Regions from separate parts of the Macaca mulatta genome. Here region 1 is linked to region 2. A link is a contact called in public Hi-C data. All regions are on one chromosome and are shown on one strand. Each heading gives the region's core, a stretch centred on a gene start, on an enhancer-like site or on the middle of the called end of the contact. The rest is flanking DNA. Distances are from core to core; before and after follow the strand shown.

Region 1 (4,233 bases), core at 620-3,119, 220 kb after region 2:
AATTTTTTTGTAGACAGGATTTTGCCGTGTTGCTTGGGCTGGTCTCGAATTCCTGGACTCAAGCGATCTGCCTGCCTGGGCCTCCCAAAGTGCTGGGATTACAGGGTCTTAAGTCAGGTAGAGACCACCACAAGGCGGAAAAAGGCTGCTCATCTATGGTTGTGTGATGGCCACGCAAACATCTCTCACTCACTGCTCCTTTCGTCCACCATCCTCCATACACACAGACCACCTAGCCTTTATTTTATTATATCCTTTTCGTCACTTGAGGAAGTGATATTTAAATAACATTTAAATAAAGTTATACTGTGAAAAGTCTCACTCCCATTTTCTCCCCCTTTAGCCCAATTCCCACCTCACTCCCACCAACCACTTTACTAGTTTGAGTATCCTTCAAACTTCCTTTACGAAAAAGCTGTCTTTAAATAAAACTACTGTTTTACAGGTGTTAGCAAGGTTTGGGGTGGGGGAGGGTGGAAGAAGTAGGAGACTAGGTCCTATTCAACCTGGTTTACCCTAAAGCAGTGTCCTTCGCTCACTCAAAAATAACAATAATCATATGTTGGGCACCTGTTATAAATCAGATGCTTAATATTAACTACCTTCAGCCCTTACTATGCACCAGAAATGCACCAACGCTTTACACAGTTACCCCTTTTGATCTCCACAACAATCTTAAAACGTAGGTTACTAATTCTCATCTTCATCTTGCAAGTGAGGAAACTGAGGCACAGAAAGGTCATCTGCCCAAGCAAGAGAGAGGAGCAGGGCTTTGAACCCAGGCCTGACTCCAGAGTCCCTCTTAACCATGACGCTCTGCATTGGCAAACCAGATACAGTCTGTGCACCCGCTGGAACTCGGCCTAATGTGGGAGACAGGCGAGAAAAAGGCAGACAACAAAGAAATACGAAATTATAGACTAAGAAAGTAATGTAAACGAAATAAATTCGCAGCTGTGACAGAGTAACAATGGGGACCTACTTTAGAAAGGGGAAGGAGTGTCAAGAAAAGGCCTGAGAAAATGACATTTATGAAACGCTTGGGAACCATTTGGGGGCTGCAATGATGACCCCCTCCCCCACGCCCAATACACTGGGGAGAAACTCGAGGGCCATAGAGGCTAAAACAAACTCGCCAGGGTCCCCCAGACGTGTAGACGTGGCGCAAGGAAGGGAGGATCCAGAAACTGGGCCCAGCGTTCGTACACGCCATCAGTGCCCACAGCAGCCCAGCCCCGCTCGGCCCCTGACAAGGGACAGCAAGCCAGCTGCTTCATACGGCCCCGCTGCGGCTGAGAGCGTCCGGGCAGCTCACAAGGAGGCCTTGCGGCCAGCCAAAAGAGGTCTGGCCCGTCCAGCGGCGGCCTGGAAAGGCCTCTTCCCCGGCACCCCGCCAGCTCCCGCCTGGTCCGCCCCGCCCCGCCCCTCCTGGTCCAGCCTCGTACCTGCACCGCCCGGACCAGGCCCCGGCCGGTCAGCTGGCCCTGCCGCAGCTGCAGCAGAATGTTACTGGGCCGCGGCCGGCCGCCCCATCCGCCCCAAGCCGCCACTGTGGCTGCCGACCGTCGCCCACGGCCGGCTCCGGACCCAGCCGCTGCCGGCGCCGCCGCCATGTCTCCTCGTCGGACAAACAGGAAGCAAGCGGCCTCGGGGCCGCGGAGATTTCTACGGGGCGGCGGAGGGGTCGCCGCAGCGCCCCCAGTGGGCTGTCGGGGGAGGCGCAAGCCGCGTGGCAGGGACAGTGGGCGGCGTAGAGGCTGCTGGGAAATGTAGTCCTGCGCGGCCGCACGGCAGGTGGGAAAAGAGATGTGGCCTTTCCTGCACTGCCGGTTTCTCTGGCCCCCGGGCCCAGCATTTCGGCGAAATCTCCCGAGGTCTGAGACCAGTCCCTGCGTGCGCACTCTCCCATTTCTCTCGCCGGTTTGGGGAGGATGCAGGCAGCTGGCCAAGAAATGATCCTGGGCTTCGGGTCAGGAGTCAGGCCCTCGAGTCCGCTTCCTGCCTGCTTCTCTCTACACGTGACTCGCTGCGGACGTCGACCAAGTCATCGCACTCTGCCCCTGCGCCTGTGTCCTCGTCAGGTCACTCCATCTATAGATCCTGGGAGCCTGATCAATCAGTAGTTCCTGGGGCTTTCTCTGCGCCTGACACCCAACCATGTCTGGGGGAAAGGGAGGGTGTCTGGGATACAGCAGTGAGCAGAAAGGCCTAGGACCCTTTATCACGAGATGCAGGTTACAGGGGAAGACAGCAGATCCATACACAAAGAAACGCAGTCTCAAACTGGATAAGTTGTGTAACTGGATAGGTTGTTGTGAAATTAAATAATGGAAGGGAAAGGGATTAGTAAATTGTGACATCACATTCTCTGTCAGGTGAAAACCCTGTCCTAATTTCTATCCACTAGATAGCATGTTGTCTCTACTATGAGCCCAAATACTCATTTTTTCAGCTAACTTCTGTGGCAGGATGGCAATGACTCCCCCCACCCAACACACCCACACTTTTTCCCTTCCTAGCAGGGGGCTTGTAATAAAAATGAAAGAGGAGAGCTAAGTGTGATATAAGAGGGAATGGTGAAGAGTGTGACTCATAACTAAGATGACTGTAACTTACTACTCAAACCAGAACACTTTAAAGAATGAAAAGACACAATAAATAATTACACTGGGACAGTAGGCATAAAAGGGACTCTCCCAGGTGAACTGGCACTATGGTTACCATCCTCACACCCCATCTAAAAGGAGTGGACTCACCATCCATCTTCATAGAACTAGAAAAAAAAATCCTAAAATTCATATGGAACCAAAAAAGAGCCTGCATATTCAAAGCAAGACTAAGCAAAAATAATAATTCTGGAGGCATCACATTACCTGACTTCAAACTATACTGTAAGGCCATAGTCACCCACACAGCATGGTACTGGTATAAAAATAGGCACATAGACCAATGGAACAGAATAGAGAATACAGAATAAAGCCAAATACTTATAGCCAACCAATCTTCGATAAAGCAAATAAAAACAAAGTGGAGAAAGGACATCCTATTCAACAACTGGTGATAACTGGCAAACCACATGTAGAAGAATGAAACTGGATCCTCATGTCTCACCTTATTCAAAAAGAAACTCAGCTGGGCGTAGTGGCTCACACCTGTAATCCCAGCACTTTGGGAGGCTAAGGTGGGCAGATCACTTGAGGTCAGGAGTTCGAGACCAGCCTGGCCATCATGGTGAAACTCCATCTCTAATAAAATACAAAAATTAGCTGGGTGTAGTAGTGGGTGCCTGTAATCTCAACTACTTGGGAGGCTGACGCAGGAGAATCACTTGAACCCAAGAGGCAGAGGGTGCAGTGAGCCAAGATCATGCCACTGCACTCCAGCCTGGGCAACAGAGACTGTCTCAAATAATAATAATAATAATAAACTCAAGATGAATCAAGGACTTAAATCTAAGACCTGAGACCATACAAATTCTAGAAGATAACATCGGAAAAACCCTTCTAGACTTTGGCTTCAGCGAATACTTCATGACCAAGAACCCAAAAGGAAATGCAACAAAAACAAAGATAAATAGATGAGACTTAATTAAACTAAAAAGTAAAAAGAAACAATCAGCAGAGTAAACAGACAACCCACAGAATGGGAGAAAATCTCCTCAATCTATATATCCACCAGAGGACTAATATCCAGAATCTACAAGGAACTCAAACAAATCAGCAAGAAAAAACAAACAATCTCATCAAAAAGTGGTCTAAGGGCACGAACAGACAATTCTCAAAAGAAGATATACAAATGGCCAACAAACATATGAAAAAATGCTCAACATCACTAATTATCAGGGAAATGCAAATCAAAACCACAATGCCATACCACCCTACTCCTGCAAGAATGACCATAATAAAAAAAAAAAAAATAGAAGTCAGTGTGGATGTGGTGAAAAGGGAACACTTATACTTCTGGTAGGAATATAAACTAGTACAACCACTGTGGAAAACAATATGGAGATTTGTTAAGGAACTAAAAGTAGAACTACCATTTGATTCCAGCAAGCCCACTAATGGTTATCTACCCAGAGGAAAATAAGTAATTAAATGGAAAAGATACTTGCACATGCATGTTTACAGCAGCACAATTCGCAATTGCAAAAATATGAAACCAGCCCAAATGCCCATCAATCAATGAGTGGATAAAGAAATTGTGGTATGTATACACCATGGAATACTACTCAGC
Region 2 (4,321 bases), core at 1,244-3,743:
GGGGTTTTGTCATGTTGGGCAGGCTGTTTTTGAACTCCTGACATCAGGCAATCCACCCGCCTTGGCATCCCAGAGTGCTGGGATTACAGGCGTGAGCTACCACGCCCAGCTGGTGTATTTTTTTTTTTTTTTTTTTTTTGAGACTGAGTCTCACTCTGTCGCCCAGGCTGGAGTGCAGTGGCATGATCTCAGCTCACTGTAACCTCTGCCTCCCCGGTTCGAGTGATTCTCCTGCCTCAGCCTCCCGAGTAGCTAGGATTACAGGCACCCGCCACCATGCCCAGCTAATTTTTGTATTTTTAGTAGAGATGGGTTTTCACCATGTTGGCCAGGCTGGTCTTGAACTCCTGACCTCAAGTGATCCACCCGCCTCAGGCATGAGCCACTGCGCCTGGCCTAGGGAAAAGTTCTTGATGCTGGAGAAAGGAGAGTGAACAAAACAATCATGATCCCTGCCCTCATGGGGCTTACAGACAAGGAGTAATCAGATAATTGCACAAATAGGCTGGGCGCCTATTTGTGCCCGTAATCCCAGCCTGTAATCCCAGCACTTTGGGAGGTGGAGGCAGGAGGATCACGAGGTCAGGAGATCGAGACCATCCTGGCTTACACGGTGAAACCCCGTCTCTACTAAAAATACAAAAAATTAGCTGGGCGCGGTGGCGAGCGCCTGTAGTCCCAGCTACTTGGGAGGCTGAGGCAGGAGAATGGCGTGAACCCGGGAGGTGGAGCTTGCAGCGAGCTGAGATCGTGCCACTGCACTCCAGCCTGAGTGACAGAGTGAGACTCTGTCTCAAAAAAAAAAAAAAAAGATAACTGCACAAATAATCACAGATTTTGGTAAATGCTAAGACACTTACAAAGGGCCAGAAGAAAACATGTCAGGCAGTTCCAATCTCTAGGTCAAAAGAGACAGGCATTCTCTGTTGAGCTGGAAGAGGAAACTAAGGCCCAGGACAGGGTAGGTGTGCCCATTGTCGCTCAGTGAGTCAGGGCTGTACTAGGACCAGAAGCCTCACTCCTGACTACTGAATAAAAGGCCTAGCTTCAGGCTGATATCCATCACCACACATCTTCCCACTCCTCTCCCTGCTACCTCCTGATTCCACTCCCTTTGGAAAATAAGTTTTGATCTGCAGCCCTGACATTTGATGCCCATAAACCTCTCAACCCCATCCTCATTATCTCCTCACCCCCACCCCATATAGAGTGCAGTCCAGTCAGGTTGGCAAGGGCTGCTGGTGAGGGCCAGATGACCAGAAAGTGTAGAGGAGAAGAGAATTTGGGGCTCTCAGACTGGGAGCAGCTAGGGAAGGGCCAGGCCGGAAAAGCAGCATCTGCCAGGCTGGGAAGAGACAAGGCACAAGTGCAGGCACTGCGAGGAAGCGCGAGTGAGGTAGAAGGATGCTCTAATGCCAGGAAGTGACGTGCAGGGACAGAGGGATGGGGGATGAAGGATGAAGAATGGAGGAGAGGATGGAGCTGGGCCACATGGCTAGGAGGAAGAGCAGCACGGAAGGAATGCACAGAGAGCTCTTTGCCCCCAGGTTCTTCCAATCCCTGTCTCCTCCCTCTCTACTCCCACTTCTCACAATTCCAGCAGAGGGCTGAGGGGAACACAGTAAAATTCTGGAGACTGCTTCCTAGCGAGCAGAGTACCTTACTAATACCCCGGCCAGATCCATGGCTTGGGGAGAGGTGGGGTAATCCACAGGACAGTGAAGGCGTTCTAGTCCCCAAGGACTTTGAGAGGTCATGCAGTCCATGCCTCAGTCTCCCAATACCCAGCAGAGGGGAATCATATTCTCTTTACCCCTCCCTACACATGAAGAGATTCTCCGCTTCTCTCAGACCCTCTGCTTCCCACAATCCCTGGCTGTGGGGAACTTCTCTTAAGGCATAGATTGGATCCCTCTTGCTGCAGTCTCTGACTTGGTTTCTCGTATCCTGTCCTCTGTGGCTAGAGAAAGGCCTCTTCTGGGTGATCACAGAGGTTCCTTAGGATCTCCCCTCCAACATTCCTTCATCCTTAGTTGGTTCTTCCCAGAAGGTAAGCCCAATCCCTTCTACTGCAGTCCCTAGCACACTCCCCGTTGTCGCATCCTACGCCTCCAAGGCAGAAATGCACCCCTTCCCCACCAAATAATTAACAGAGACAAGGGAGAAGAATGGAGAGGTCCAAGAAGATGGGAATGAATTAAGGAGATGGAGCTGGAGGTGGATGCTCTACACAGAAGAAGGAAGACCGGGACTTCCCAAGGCAGGGCAGGGACGGGGCCAGCGGGCCTCACCGGTGTCGGGGTCTCCCAGAAAGGCGTCCTCGTCCTTGCGGCCCCTCAGCGGGGCCGCGGGCGCCGGCTCGTCCTCGGGCAGCCGCGGGAAGCTGGTGATGCTCATGTAGTCCACTGGCGAGTAGGCGCCCAGGGCGCTCTCCTGACTGGCCTCGTTCTCCGCCGCCATCCTCGCCCGCGCCCCCCAGCAGCGCAGCGCCTGCCGGAAGTGGCTGCGGTGAGGGAGTGGGAGGGCGGAGGGCGGGGCCTGAGCTTCGGGACAGCCGGGAGGGGGCGCCTCACCCCGCCCTTGGCTGTGTCCCGGGCTGACTCGCCCCCGCCTGCTCAGCGCTGTCAGCCTGCAGCTGGCACGCAGGTGCGCGTAGATGGAGAGCCAGGAAGGCAGCGCAGGGTCGAGGGGAGAGCGCGGAGCAAGTGAGACTTCAGTGGCTCTGCACTTTACGCAGCTCAGGGACCAAACCCGTTCCTCCTTCCAGTCTGAATCCAGCTAGTATCCTCCTCAAATCCCGGGCTTCCTTTTCGGACCCCAGACCCTTTCACTGACCGCAAATCCCTCTAGACCCCGATCCTGTCTCTGACCCCAAACTCCTCGGACCCCGGACCCCTCCTTGAACTCCGAGATCCCCCTCCTCCGATTTTAGACTCCTCCTCCGACCTTAGACCTCTTTTTCGACTTCAGACTCTGTCTTCACCCGCAGGCCCTTTTGAAAACCCCAGCCCATACTTCGTCCCCAGGCCTCTTTGACTGCAGACTCCTCTTTGGAGAACAGTTCCCTCCCCTGACCTCAGATCCCTTCCCGTACCCCGACACTTCTGACTCCTCTTTCAACCTCATTCTCAAACTTTAGTGTGTGTTAGGGTCTTTGAAAGCGGATCCCCAGATTCCACTCCAGAGGTCATGATTCAGTAGGCTGGGATGAGGTCCTTGGAACCTGAATATTTACCATCATTTTAAGAGTTTTTGATGTGGTTCTGGAAAGGACACTTTGAGAAAGAAGGAGTGGTGGTAGTGGTGGTAGGGCAGGAATGGGCCAAGGTGGGGAATAGGTCTCCATAGTCTAAATGTCTGGGTTCTATTCTGCTACCGCTCAAACACTGTGTAATCTTGGGCAAGACAATTAATCTCCCTATCAGTTTCCCCATCTGTGAAATGGAAAGAATAATAGTACCCAATTTAGAGGGTTGTCATGAGGATTAAGTAACAGAATGAAAAGCAATTTGTATAGGGCTTGGCACCTACTCAATAAATGGCATCATCATCATCATCATCATCATCATCATCATCATCATCATTGCCTTAATCTGGTAAACTCATTCCCTCCAAACCCATCCATCCTCTCTCCACTTAGAAATTCCAACCACACTACAGCTTGTACTACTTCTCCATATCCAAGGATGAGGGAGGTTCCTTCTCTTACGAGGTCTCTGGTCCAAACTTTCATTGTGAAGTCCACAGGAAGAGAGAGGGGGCTGGTGAAGCCTTTATACACACATTCTTTCTCTTCCCAACCCCAGACCAGTCTCGGATAGCCTGAAGTGCTTGAAAAATCTACTATACGCACAGCAGCTGCAGTAGCAACTATAGACAGGAGGGGGAAGCAGTGTGTCGGGAACAGCTCTGGGGTTTGGTGGTAGGACTTGGGAGAGAGGATAGGAAGGAGAGGGCTACTCAGAGCTGTGTGGTAGGAGTGCCCAGGGAGGGTAACAGTCTATCACCAAAACGTGTACCCATTGTGTGTGCCTCTCCCCACCCCAGAGAGTTTTTATCTCCTCAGTGATGTCTGTAGGGTCTATTACACTACCCTGAGGTCTAATCCCTCCAGTGGGACCTTTCTCCACTCAATGAGGTCTGTGCCTTCTCAGTGATGTCCACTCCCACAGTGTAGCTGGCGGCTCCTCAGTGGGGTTTGAGTCCTCTGGTAGGGTCCATGTCTCCTTAGTAAAATCCATATCCTCTGTATCTCCTAGGGGAAATCCATGTCTCCTCACTAGGGTAAGTGCCCTTCAATACCATTCATGTCCTATTAGCA

The links. Hi-C and Micro-C count contacts between places; a contact is called where the count stands out from the background.
Region 1: a Hi-C map of fetal cortical plate shows a contact between it and region 2, with 1.8 times the contacts expected there. The contact joins the promoter of TRPC4AP here to the promoter of GGT7 in region 2. A contact is called at or near these places in 2 of 14 Hi-C or Micro-C datasets (fetal cortex germinal zone and fetal cortical plate).

The regions. Positions count from the first base shown.
Region 1 is chr10:87,883,565-87,887,797 of T2T-MMU8v2.0, forward strand. It overlaps TRPC4AP (transient receptor potential cation channel subfamily C member 4 associated protein), which reads right to left and starts at 1,870. Exons shown (of 20, transcript XM_015149151.3): 1 at 1,489-1,870; 2 at 1,446-1,486. The coding sequence starts at 1,855.
Region 2 is chr10:87,665,464-87,669,784 of T2T-MMU8v2.0, forward strand. It overlaps GGT7 (gamma-glutamyltransferase 7), which reads right to left and starts at 2,494. Exons shown (of 15, transcript NM_001267003.1): 1 at 2,292-2,494. The coding sequence starts at 2,460.